Linked DNA regions of Mus musculus: region 1 is linked to region 2. The links are chromatin contacts, called in public promoter capture Hi-C maps. All regions are on one chromosome and are shown on one strand. Each heading gives the region's core, a stretch centred on a gene start, on an enhancer-like site or on the middle of the called end of the contact. The rest is flanking DNA. Distances are from core to core; before and after follow the strand shown.

What was found. Promoter capture Hi-C pulls out the DNA fragments that hold promoters and counts their contacts.
Region 1: a promoter capture Hi-C map of cranial neural crest shows a contact between it and region 2. The contact joins the enhancer-like site here to the promoter of Tmem42 in region 2. A contact is called at or near these places in 7 of 39 promoter capture datasets (the C10 cell line, cranial neural crest, embryonic stem cells and 4 more), 1 of 484 Hi-C or Micro-C datasets (spermatogonial stem cells), 2 of 115 datasets of contacts at active chromatin or transcription factors (astrocytes and memory CD8 T cells) and 1 of 9 other capture datasets (adipose tissue).

What each region holds. Positions count from the first base shown.
Region 1 is chr9:123,492,680-123,499,453 of GRCm38.p6, reverse strand. The region is part of intron 1 of Limd1 (LIM domains containing 1); the gene reads right to left. Among named protein-coding and RNA genes, the nearest start is that of Limd1, 17 kb to the right of the region's middle. Within about 2 kb of position 2,578, at least 28 of the 459 cell types and tissues checked have an H3K27ac peak or open chromatin away from gene starts, as enhancers often do.
Region 2 is chr9:123,016,894-123,023,687 of GRCm38.p6, reverse strand. It overlaps Tmem42 (transmembrane protein 42), which reads right to left and starts at 2,362. Exons shown (of 3, transcript NM_025339.4): 1 at 2,118-2,362; 2 at 1,376-1,522; 3 at 197-849. The coding sequence starts at 2,309. The coding sequence ends at 715. It overlaps Kif15 (kinesin family member 15), which reads right to left. Exons shown (of 35, transcript NM_010620.1): 33 at 6,278-6,443; 34 at 5,970-6,101; 35 at 4,955-5,620. The coding sequence ends at 5,561.

The DNA.
Region 1 (6,774 bases), core at 1,329-3,828, 480 kb before region 2:
CTTAGAGTTCCTTCTTTTTCTTCTTGAGACAGGGTCTCACTATGTAGTACACTGTCTTGGAAATCACTACGTAGACCAGGCTGGCCTTGAACTCACAGAGATGGGCCTGCCTCTGCTTCATACCTTCTGGGTTAAAAGGTGTGTGCCACTACACCCCCCAGAGTTCCTATTTTAAATTGAAAAACCAATTACTACTAAGAAAATCTAAGCTTCTATACTCTTTTTAAAATGTCCTCACATCAACCACTCAGAATAGCCATGCCCCTGACCTCCCACTGTTGGACTAGCCCACCTCCCATTTTGCCTTGTTGCTACCACACCCACACCAAAGGCCATCTCCACTTGAAACCTCAACTACAAGGCTCCTCCATAAAAAGGCAACCTTCTGCAGGTGACAGTGCAGCCCTGTGTCCTGTCCCTTTGCCCAGTAGGCTACACAGCATTTGTCCAATCATAAGCATTTCTCTATCACTTGGAGACATGTTTTGCAGACGCTGCAATGGGATGAAGAGCAAAGGTGACTGCATTCAGCCTACCTGGAGGAAACTGTTCTCCCACAGTGGGCAAAGGGGCTTCCCACCTTACCTGGATCCTGCATGAGGCCTCACAAAAGTGGCCTAGGCTGGGGCTCAACATTAGAAAAAAAGAAGAGAAGCTGTTGACTATCCTTAGACTTTGCACAATCCTGAGGCCACCAGATTTACACGAATACCCAAAAAGGAAAGGAAAGGAAAGGAAAGGAAAGGAAAGGAAAGGAAAGGAAAGGAAGAGAGAGAGAGAGAGAGAGAGGAAGAGAGAGAGAGAGAAAGAGAAAGAGAGAGAAAGAAAGAGAGAGAGAGAAAGAAAGAAAGAAAGAAAGAAAGAAAGAAAGAAAGAAAGAAAGAAATTACTAAATCAAGAGAAAAGTGAGTGGGGCTTTTTCTCAGCTAAAGGCTATCTACCCTGTGGTCCTGCCAGTTCTGAGAGTTCTGGGCATCAACAGGTTCTAGAAATGGACCATACCATTGTATCAAACTAGACTAATGACCCTAGCAATACTCTGTCCCTCCCACACTAAAGATGAAATATCCCCAGAGGTACCGTTTGCCCACTGGTGTTGAGTGTCTACTTACCAATCACCTCCTCTAGACCTTGCACTATTCAGGCAAGGTGCTGGTGGATGCCCAATATCACCTCCAGAGTGTCCAAAATCAAAGTGTACCAGCTGATCCTCATGTGCACATGAGGATGAGATCCGAGTGAGAACAGCACAGCATTGCCTGACTCTCTGGATGCCCCTGCTTCTACCCTCTCATGCACTCTGCAGTTCCTGAGCCAATCCGTGAGGCCATCACTAACCCACAAAGGAAGTACTTAAAGCCACTTGGTGCTACAACCATTGCAGCAGACCTCTTTCTTCAGCTGCCACCGAACACGTGGCCTCACTTCACTCAGTGGGAAAGGAAGTTCAGATAGCAACTTCTCAATCACTGTAAATTTGCCCGTGATCTCCAGCTCCTGGCCTCAATGCCTCTCCCCCTCAAAGGAAGAGGGAGTTTAAAACAGCACACTTCACTTCAGCTAAGCCTGCTGACGGCCCACTGCCAGGTAGCCCATGGACACACTCTTCTAGGGGGAAATCCCAAAAGGATACATAGCATTTTAAAGGACAATTAGACACATTTTTTTTAAAGATTCATTTATTTATTATATGTAAGTACACTGTAGCTGTCTTCAGACAATCCAGAAGAGGGAGTCAGATCTTGTTATGGATGGTTGTGAGCCACCATGTGGTTGCTGGGATTTGAACTCCGAACCTTCAGAAGAGCAGTCGGGTGCTCTTACCCACTGAGCCATCTCACCAGCCCCACATTTTTTTTTTTAACTCACCCAATAATTTCACAGAATCCTTCCTGAAGGACAAAGAGATCCAAGAATATTCATAAAAACAATACCAACCAGGCTGGAGCGACAGCTCGCAAGTTAGCAGCATGTGCTGCTCTTGTGAGGACCACAGTTATGTAGGCATAATGATATTGTGCACTGTGTAAAGTTTACCCTCGTGTTGTTCAAATGCTGATTTCTCTGCCCTCACATCTTGTTGCAATCTGGGCCCGGCACTGTAATGCTTGTGTCAAGAATCTCCTGTCTTAGGTTTGTGTAAACAACGTTCATCATTTATTCTCTGCCTTGTCAATAAAAACTGGAAAAGCCAGTGACTGGGAAATAAAGAGAAGATTAGAGAGACTCTAGAGGGCTGGAGAGGTGGCTCCGTGGTGAAGAGCACTGCCTGCTCTTCCAGAGGTCCTGAGTTCAATTCCCAGCAACCACATGGTGGCTCACAACCATTTGTAATGAGATCTGACGCCTTACATATAATAAATAAATAAATCTTTAAAAAAAAAAAAAGAGTAAAGAGACTTCTGCCAGCCATGGGGGTCTGGAGAGACACAGAATACACCTGAAGCCCAAAGGGCCAGAGCAATAAAAAAACCCAAGTATATTTGGGATCTTGGCTGGGAGGTAGCCTGTAACCTCCCCCACCCCCTCAGCCTGAAACCTGTTTGCTCAGGTTTCACTGTGTGCATCGGGGTGGAGCCTGCCGCCCTATCGTTCTGCCACTCCCACTGCCGCTGCCTGCCGCCTTGCTGTTCCGGAGTCAAACACGAGGTCACCTGCAACTTTACTCCAGGATGATTTGGCAGGAATGGGCCCCTCCCCCCCTCCTTCATAACTCGATGCACGAAATAGTAAAACTGAGCTTTGATCAGAATCTTATCTTAGCTCCGTCTCTCTCGCGTCGCCTAGCCCCCTCTTCTCTTCCAGGTTCCAAGATGCCTCTCAGACTAGAACCCAGACATGTGAGTCGCTGGCCAGCCACAACAGTAGCCAGATTAGATTAAAGGATTAGAATAGTATTATAATACCTAGTTGTTGTATTTAAGCCGAAAATAAATCTTGGTCTCTCTGTGTCATTATTGGGAAACTAGCTACGATAAAGAAAACAGATGCTGTATTTATTTACTGCATACATTTATATTAAAATTGCTGTTATAAAATTCCATTCCCAGTACCCACATCTGGCAGTCTGCCTGTAACTTCTGTGCCAAGGGGATATATTGTCCCCTTCTGGACTCAGACACAAACACAATTTAAAATAAATCCTTAAAAAAAAACTACAGTGACAGAAGTCAGATCATGGGGGCAATCCTGTAAGGGTATAGCACTAACAACCAGCACAGGTCTCTTCCTAAGTTTCTTCTTGGAACAAACAGTCCTGCTACTTGAACCCCAGTGGGACCAGTTTGGGTACACATGCACCTGGAGGTCCAAGGCTGATACTGGAACCCTCCTCCATCTCTCTTCCATCTTGTTCATTGAGATAAAGTCTCTCATCAAACACAGAGGTCACCAATATAGCTAGACTTGCTCTGCGGATCCCCGGTCTCCACCTTCCAAAGCTGAAATTGAAGGCGGATCACCACATCTACCCAGGATTTGTGAGTGCTGGAGAACCAAACCCCAAAGACTGGGTTAGAAGTGGCTCTCGCTTGTGGGACAAGGGCTTTAACTACCGAGCCCTACAGTAATGAGATTTTACAATCAGTTTTATATGAAGCCTAGAGTAGAATACAGGGCATATCATTAAAGCTTTTTTTTTCCCTAGGAAATATTGCTTAATAAAACTTCCTGGCTTAAGATTGGTAGAGTAAATGAACTGTGTACCATGCACAGACATGAATGTCATGCCATCTTCCAGGAAGAGACAGAAGCAACCCTGTCCAGAGGAAGGGAACTGGACAGAGATGGTTCCCAGAATCAAACATCCCAGGAGGAAAGGGAAAGGGGGCTAAAGGCAGCAGAGGACCTGGTTTCAGATTTTACCAGGATGTATCTGACTACTGACTGGTCAGAGCTTTAGAAAGACTACTGGCTGGACAGGAGGACTCTTCCTAACAACAAAATGCCTGACACTCCTCCTGGCCACCCCTGGAGAAAGTTGTCATATTGGGGTGTGTGTATGTGTGTCAGGTACTGTACTCTAAGTCTGCATTCATGGTTACTTGCATAAAATTAGGATCTGACTATCCCTGAAAGAAAAAGTGACCCAAGTGAGTCTCCCAGGAAAGCACAGAAACCAGACGGAAAGGACTTTTCCAACAAGTAAATAGAAAAAAAAATCACTTCATTCAAGGGTTTTCAGCTCTGTTTTTTTTTTTTTTAAAGATTTATTTATTTATTATATGTAAGTACACTGTAGCTGTCTTCAGACACTCCAGAAGAGGGAGTCAGATCTCGTTACAGTTGGTTGTGAGCCACCATGTGGTTGCTGGGATTTGAACTTGGGACCTTTGGAAGAGCAGTCCGGTGCTCTTACCCACTGAGCCATCTCACCAGCCCCAGCTCTGTTTTTTATCCCTAGACTCTTTTGAAGGGTAAAAGAGTATGTTCCCTCAATCAATTCCCTCTAACATAAGATTACTGAGCATTTAAAAGCACATAAGTAGGAGCTGAAGATGTGGCTCATTGGGGTGCAGTGTTTATCTAGCTTGGCATCTCAGTACAGAAATACACACACAAGCCAGCTAATATGGATACTAGGAATCAAACTTGGGTCCTCTGTAAGAGCAGGAAACATTCAAAACTGCTATCGCTTCAGTCTAATGTCTCTCTGCCTAAAAACGTAATAAGCTGCTGCTAGCTTTTCTCCACCCTGACTTGTGCTTTCTGTTCAAAGATACCTTATCTAATATATAGTACTGATTAGTTAGCATAGAACCACATATAAATGCAATATGAATTCATTTACATTACGGTTTAGAACAAGCAAAACTATTAAATGGGGCCAGTAGGATGCCCTGGCAAGGTAAAATGCTTACTGCCTAAACCATATGTGATGGCTATTCTTGATTGTCATTTTGACTATATCTAGAATTAACTAAAAACCAAATGGCTGGAGATACCTGTAAGGAACTTTTTCTCAATTAAATCATGTGTAGTGGGAAGATCCACTTCTAACCCAGTCTTTGAGGTGGAAAGGTAGACCTTTAATCCAGATCTCCTGGAGGAGGAAGATCCACCTTTAATCTGGGCCATACCTTCTACTGGCAGCTGTATAAAGGACATGGGAAAAGGAAGCATGCACACTTTGTTTGCTCTCACTACCAAGTCCATTCCTTCACTGGCGTTAGAGTCTACTTCTTTGGGAGTTCCAGCATCTACTCATGGCCAACTGAGACACCCAGCCTCATGGACTGAACAACTACTGGACTCTTGGACTTTATGTTTTGTAGATATAGCCATTGTTGGACTAACTGGGCCACAGCCTGTAAGACATTCGAATAAGTCCCTTTTCTAAATAGCCAATAGATAGATAGATAGATAGATAGATAGATAGATTCATTCTATCAGTTCTGTTCCTCTAGAGAACCCTGATGACTAATACACCTGACAACCTGAATTTGATCCCCAGAACCCATATGACAGGAGAGAAACGAACCCTGAGAATTGTTCTGTGGCCTCCAAGTACATGCTGTAGTATGTGTGCCTATACACGCATAAATAAAAATAAAACTACTAAATGGGGGCTGGAGAGATGACTCAGTGGTTACAAGCATGCTTCCTTCCAGAGGAAGGCCCTTTCCCAGCACTCACATCAAGTGGCTCACAACTGCCTGTAACACCAGGTCCTGGGGATCCAATGCTTTTGGCCTCTGGACTTTTGGTACTTGCACTCTCCTGTATATACCCACATGCAGATACACACATACATATAATTAAAAATAATTTCTAAGAGTTGTAACTCTTAAATCTAGGCATAATGTTACTGTGCAGTGTGTAAAGATTATCCTTGTATTATTCATATGCTGATTTCTCTGCCCTTGTATCTGGCTGCAATCTGACATGGGATTACAATGCTTATTTCAAGTATCCCTCACCTCAAATTTGTACAAACATTGCTCCCCATTCATTCTCTGACATGTCAATAAAAGCTGATCAGCCAATGTCTGAGTAGAGGAGAAAATAGGGCTGGATTCTGATCCCAGCCAGGGGATGGGGACAGGAAGAGGAAGAGAGGATTTGCAATGAAGAGAGGGTCGAAAAGACACCATGGGAGAACACCTAGAGCAGAGAAAGCCAGATCAATACTAAAATGTAGTATCATCAGAGATGCATCTGGCTATGGCTGAGTCATAGCCAGATTATCTTAGAGAATGAAAGTGGATTAATTCTGCTGAGCTATTGTGCCAAAAAGCTAGACTAAGTAAATCTTATAGTCTCTGCCTCATTTATTTGGGAGCTAGTCAAAATAAAGAAAAAAACTGTCACTTAAAAAACTTTACTAAAACTTAAATGATTTTTTTTAAAAATCAGAAAAGGGGTTGTCTATGAATGGACACTAACTTGGAAGAGGTAACTTTCTGAAGGACAGAACTATTTTCTGTCTTCTTTGGAGTATGTAGGTGTCAAAATATACCAACCTCCAAAATGCATGCACATTTTGCTGCATGGAAACAAGGTACTTAAAAACCAGTCACAGCCAGGCATGGTAGTACATGCCTTTAATCCTGGCTCTTGGGAAGCAGAGGCAGGGAGATCTCTCTGAGTTTGAGGCCAGTCTGGTATACACAGTGAGTTGTAGGACAGCCAGTTCCAGGACCTCTACAGAGAAATCCTGTAGCTACAGTCACAAATTCCTCAACTCTCCTGTGATGGAGACTGGGTGTGGAAGGCTGTGACTGCTAAGAGTAGACAGAGCATATCAGCTGAACTGGCACTAAATGGCAGCTAGGC
Region 2 (6,794 bases), core at 1,113-3,612:
GTGTGAGAGGTTTGGTCGCAGTTAGCAGAAGCAGTGGATCTGTGTCGGCAAGCTCTTCCTGTCACCTGTCCAGATGAATATGGAGAAAATCTCCATTTGTACTCACTACCCCACTACCCCAATTCTGAGAACTCACCTACCTGGGTGCAGGCCCTTACCTCCACGTTGGAAAAAAACCCTCAAATTCCATATCCAGTAGCTTTAGCTTACAAGTGTTTATTAGCCCACGTTCCCTTCTTTTGCTGTGGATTCATAGGCATCACGGACCACCTGAGGCATGACACATCAAGTTGTTTTTTTTTTGTTGTTTGTTTGTTTGTTTTTTCAGAAAGCCAACTGCCAGTGCTGGGGTACATGAAGGGCAGGATTCTAATCACATGTTTTTTGTTTTTTTCAGGTACCTGCCATGTTGCTGTGTAACCCATGATCACAGAGTCTTCCAATATTCCCTGGTGCACAAGAATCAAGGCACTATACCAACACTGAAGGACTTGGGCCTCATACTGTGGTGGTTAGCTTCCCCTTACAGGAGCTAATGCTTTAACTTTCCAGGCTGTGAGGAGGTCAGAGGCCAGTGGCTGGTCCACCATCTCCATGTGGCTGACACTTAAGGGCTGCACTCCCAGGCCGCCCTGGAAGCAGCCCAACTTGTCAACCCTTGGCTGGGTATCATGGTTCTCTTTACAGTGGGTCTGGTCTATCCACCGACTGGCCTCACTGCTCCTTGCTCTCCTTCCAGGTGGGTGGAAACTTCCTGTGGATCAGGGTGAGCCCACAGAGGATGAGGAACACCCCTCCCCACCATAAGATCTCCTGGCACTCTCCATACAGCAGGTAGCCTAAGATGGCCTGTGGAAGAGACAGCTGTAAGGGACCTGGCCTACCCTGGTAGGCTCCACCATTCCTTGGCTGATTTCTTCCTGAGGGGCTAGAGGCCAAAGTCTGGTGCTTTGCATCCAGCAACCACCTTCATGATCAATCCACGTATTTCTGTCTCCTCTGTGGACGTAAGAGGTTACCACCCCAGCTGAGCACTGAGGCTCAGCAGGCTAGCAGGTAGGGCCAGTACGGACATAGCTAGTACCCAGTAATCATAAACCCAAGTTAAGCTGTCTTCCAATTCAAGACTGGGTTCCCTTGACCAGACCCCCTAGACCCCATAGCTAATGTTAGAGTTCTTGATTGAGATAGCTGGTGTTATCCCAGAGTGACATAGGTTTCACTCCTAAGTTTTCCATGTTTAACTGTTCCTTGCCTGGAGACAGCCCAACTTTTGTTTTACTCCCTGTCCTTTCTAGAGCCTGGAAAATCAGGGGTTTCCCAAGGACAACTAACTCACCAAGAACCCTAAGAACAAGGTCACCAGGCTACTCACCGAGCAAAGTATGTTCGAGAAAGTCACTGTGACAGATGCAATGGCTGAAGACATAGAGAAACTGAGGCCCCGGCTAAAGAAGGTCCACATCAGAGAATTGGCGCTTGCCATGGCAACGATGCCTAAGACACATAAGCCAATATTGACCTGCAGGAGAAAGTGTCACTGAGCTACAACCACCATGGGCATAACCTTGAAAGACTGGGAGATGTTTACACGTCTCATACAAAGCATATGCGGACCCTGACTGATAGGCAGAGGAATTTGCCTGCAGACAGGGGGCAGGGTTATCTTCCACGAAGACCTCAAATTTCTTGTAGCTGAGTAGCCTTCTGGAAAGATATGACTTTACAAAAGGACTGTAAGTCGCCAGAAATCTATATCAAGCAGTCCCCTGTTCAGGTCAGGATCGAATTCTCTGATGCAGAAGCTCCGCAGGCGCTCAGTCCGAACTCTTGCCAAGGACAGGAAGAGATGGGCAACCGGTTATCTCACCTTAGGTGTCACGTGCTAAAAAAGCTATGGCAAGGGGACTTAAACTGAGAGGTGGGCTTCGAGGTCCTCCCCCAGGAGGCAGTGCCTAAAACCAGGTGGTCCAACATGGGCGCAGGCGGGAACCCAGGTTAAGCCGCCCTCCTCCCCGCCCCGCCCCGCCCTCCCCCGCCCCGCCCTCCCCCCGCCCCGCCCTCCCCCCGCCCCGCCCTCCCCCCGCCCCGCCCCCGCGTGGCGCCCCGGGCTGCACCTGGCTCCCGAAGGCCAGCTTGGCGGCGGCGGCGGCCAGAGCCCCGAACGCCCCGGCGCACAGACAGTTGAACACGCCCCAGAAGCGGCGCCGCATCGCGCCTTTCTGTAGGCGAGCGGGTAACTCCACGGGTGAGTCAGGGTAAGCGGCCGCAGACACGGCGGCACCCGAGGACTGCGGACCGGCCGCCATGAGGCCCGCTGCGCCCGCCACGGCCGACTGCCACGCACGCCGCCACCCGCCGTGAGCCCGGCTAGGGCGGAGCCAGGCGAGTGAGGCGAATCTGCTGCAGTGGAGTCCGGAGCCGAGCCGAGCCGAGCCTACAAATGAAAGGAATCTGGAGCCCATACCCTGCAGCGTGTGCAAACCCGCGACTAAGGAGAGCCTGCGGCTCCGGCGAACCTGGGGGATGGGAATCCGGTAGCGAGGACCGTGCGCCACTGAAGGAAGCGTGCTACCGAGAGGTACCTACTGTGAGAGAGGAATCTGCTGACGTGAACTTGGGGAGGAGGGGAGTTTATCTCCGAGGAGAACCTGCGGCGGAAGTAACCTTGTTTCTGAAAGAGCCCTGCAGTCAAGGGGAACCTGCTTCTGAGAAGACGGGGAGGTCTGCCACTTTACATGGATGCGCACCTAACATGCTAATCCTGAAGCCAAGCTGCACCTTCAAAGCACCTCTGCTCCCTCGTGGACGCAGGAGATGATGGATCTGGAGACCGGCCGCTTGAGACAGAACGTTGTTTGGGAAAACGTTTGTTCTGCCTGGACCATCAGAAGCACAGTCACTTCTAAGTTCGTGTAAAGTAATTGAGAACGACAAAAAAATTGAAAAAACAACCAAAAAAAAAAAAAACCCAAACAAACCGTAAAATGTCATCTACTGTCGGTAATTCCAGATGCTTAGGATGCTGAGGCAGTTAATGGTCATCCTGAGCAACTTAGGGAGACATTGTCTCACTTGAGAGGGCTGGCAGCCAGGCATGGTGGCACACACCCGTAATCCTAGCACTTCTGAAGCTGAGGTAGAATTACTGAGTTTGAGGCCAGCCTGACCAACAGAGAGGTACTAAGCAAGCCAAGGACTTTTTGAGACTCTCAAAAAGTTTTTGTTTTTGTAATAAAGGAGAGTTGGGGTTATAGCTCAGTGCTTCCATAATACATGAAAAATCCTGAATTCAGTCAATGGCAGTGTGTATGGATATATGTTAGGGATACATTTCCTTAAAGGAGAGCTGTAGAAGTGTATAACGTGAGCTAAGTGTGGTGGTTGGTACACATGAGGAAGCAGAGGCAAGTGGATCTCTGTGAGTCCGAGAACAGCCTGCTCTAAATAGCTCTACATAGCCAGGGCTACACAGCAAAACTTGTTTTGTTGATATATAAAATACAAATAATATTTAATGTATGGGGCTTGGAAGAAACACTTTATTCCCTGTTAAAGAGCTTTTTCATGGACATTCTTACATGCTACCTTGCTTCTCATGCGGGTGGTTTTGTGGATGAAATAAAAGGATGGATTACTGGGGTTTGGAGAGATTGCTTAGCAGTTAGGCAGCTTGCAACCTTCCCACAAGTGCCTCCCAACCTCATACCTCCAGGGGTTCCACTATTTTCTGGCCTCCAAAGGCACCTATCCTCATGTACATATATATACACCTGAACACAGATACACATTAATACATAAAATTAAATTTTAAATAAAAAGAATAGATTATCCCAATTAGTCCTATGTGGTATAAACCACTCCAATTTGCAGATAAGGAAGTTGAGACTCAAGGGTACTCACTGTACTATTCCACTTAATAATGGAGATAGTGTGTGGCAACAACTGATAGGAGAAGCTAAAACAAATCTAAGCTGCATCTGTCAAAGACTTTATCCCACGGATTATAAAGGTAATTAACAGAAATGACCTTCATGTTCTGGCAGAGTAAGGTAAGTAAGTAAGACAACTAATTCACACATCTTATGCATGCTCTGTAGAGAAAAAGTGGGCAACAGTGTATTGTCTAGCTATATGACTTCCAAAATTAGTGATTTAAACCAAGGAAAGTTAGGGGGTTGATTTAGGGTATTATTTGTGTATCCATGTCAGAACCTGATTGGCCTGGGTGTGACGGTGTGTAACTAAAATCCTAGGACTTTGGAGGCAGAGGCAGGGGGATCAGGAACTTAAGGGAGTTTAAAAGCAAACCTGGATTACATGAGACCCTGCTTCTCCTATAGCTTTGGTTACTATGGCCCTTGTACTGGCTGGTTTTGTGTCAACTTGACACAGCTGGAGTTATCACAGAGAAAGGAACTTCAGTTGAGGAAATGCCTCCATGAGATCCAACTGTAAGGCATTTTCTCAATTAGTGATCAAGGGGGAAAGGCCCCTTGTGGGTGGTGCCATCCCTGGGCTGGTAGTCTTGGGTTCTATAAGAAAGCAGGCTGAACAAGCCAGGGGAAGCAAGCCAGTAAAGAACATCCGTCCATGGCTTCTGCATCAGCTCCTGCTTGAGTTCCAGTCCTGACTTCCTTTGGTGATGAACAGCACTATGGAAGTGTAAGCTGAATAAACCCTTTCCTCCCCATCTTGCGTCTTGGTCATGATGTTTGTGCAGGAATAGAAACCCCGACTAAGATAGCCCTCAAAACTAGGGCTGGAGAGTTAGCTAAGAGATTAAAAACACTTGTTCTTGCAGAGGGCCTGGGTTTGGTTCTCAGTACTGGAATGGTGGCTCACAACCACTAATAACTAATTCTAGGAGATCTGACACCCTCTTCTGACCTCAAAGGGTGCTAGGCACACATGTGGTACATGTACATACACAAAGGCATAGTATTTATACACATTGTTTTTAAAAAAGATTTTATTTGAAAAACTGGACATGTAGAAAATGGCCATAACAGTTACAAAACAAACCAATATATATGAACAAGTTCAATACAAAACAGCCATCGGATTCACAGCGAGTTTATCAAAGGCGAATCTAAGAAGAAAAGGACCCACTGGCCGTGGTGGCGCACACCTTTAATCCCAGCACTCGGGAGGCAGAGGCAGGCAGATTTCTGAGTTCGAGGCCAGGCTGGACTACAGAGTTAGTTAGTTCCAAGACAGCCAGAGCTATACAGAGAAACCCTGTCTCAAAAAACCAAAAAAAAAAAAAATAAAATAAAGTAAATAAAAAAAGAAGAAAAGGACCTGACTAGAATTCACCAGAGACCTCAGCTACAGACTTTTAAGGGTCTTCCAGAATGTACACATGACTTGGAATGCATTGTTACTTAACAGGCTGCTGAGTTTGCATGCACACTATCCATCGGAACACTCGGGATTAGTGCGCACCATGATTCATAGTTAAGGTCTTTTAGTTTAGTTCTACCATGTGAGCAAATACAATCCCACTTTTAAAGAATCAATCTAAACAAAGTGATGTGTATGAAGATAGCTGGGATCCTTAGAATTCCTTCTTTTTTTCTTTCAAAAATAGATTTTCAGCACGCAATTTTTCTGTCTCCTGTAATTAAAATAAAAAAGGAAATTAATTATTATAGGAGCTGTTTTCTTAACTCATTAAGGATATATTCAAATTAAAGCTACAATGTTTAATTTATAAGTTAATATTAAATATCTGGCATCTATGAGAATTTAACCTGAATTACCAGTATTATTGGGTGGCTCACACACACTTATTATCCCACCCACTGCGAAGGCTGAGACAAGAGGACTGCTGTGAGAGTTCTGTTTCAGACTGGATTTCAGAGTATGACCCTGTCTCAAAAAACCCAAAGTGAAATAGCAGTGACAATTTTCTTTACTAAAATCTCTTTAAAACCACCATTTATTGAGAATAGTTTCAGTTTTACCTCAGTAAGCCTGATATTTTCCTTCTTCAGTCGTACTACATATTGAATCTTCTGATGTAGGTTTTGATGACCTACCAATTTTCCATTTTCCTCAGCAAGAAATTCTAGTTGCTTTTTCAGCATTTCCATTTCCTGTCAATCCAAGGATGGGAAGATCACATTATGTATCTCTTTTCAAGAGCTCCAATCAAGAGGTGGTCAAGCTTCTGTGGCCATATATCTCTGCACACTAGAGAAACTGAACCAGAGATTTGGTTTTTGCTTATTCTACTTAAGTATTTCTACATAGCATGGAAAACCCAACACACCAGGAAAGTTCTCTCTCTTTCTTCATACATTTCTTCCAACTTTGACCGCAGTTGCTCCTTTTCCTGAAATGCTCTAGACTCCAAAGTTCTGGTTCGCTCAATTTCCTCACTCATTCTGTGGCAGGCCTTCTCCTTGCTGTGAAGTGCACTCTGGACTTCTTCTAGACTGGAATAAGCATCAGGTTATGGTATTTCAAGGAAATAGAATTATAAAGCAGGATTCAAACTAGGTTTTTTCTTCTAAGTACAGAATTTTGATTTGAAAGCATCACTGATCTTCAGGTCTCCTGTACAGTTGACAGAAGAGCATAAGCTAGAACTGGACTGAACCTAGGTGACAGAATACTTTCCTGACATGGCCCAGGCCCTCAGCTTCACCCTGAGCATGGAAGAGAAAGTGTACTGAATATCAGATATGGTTGCTTTGTTAGTCAAGACTTTCATCTTGAGAAAAACTCATCAAACCATTTTATTTATTTATTTGGAGCCAGGCTCTTGTGTAGCCCAGGCTAACCTC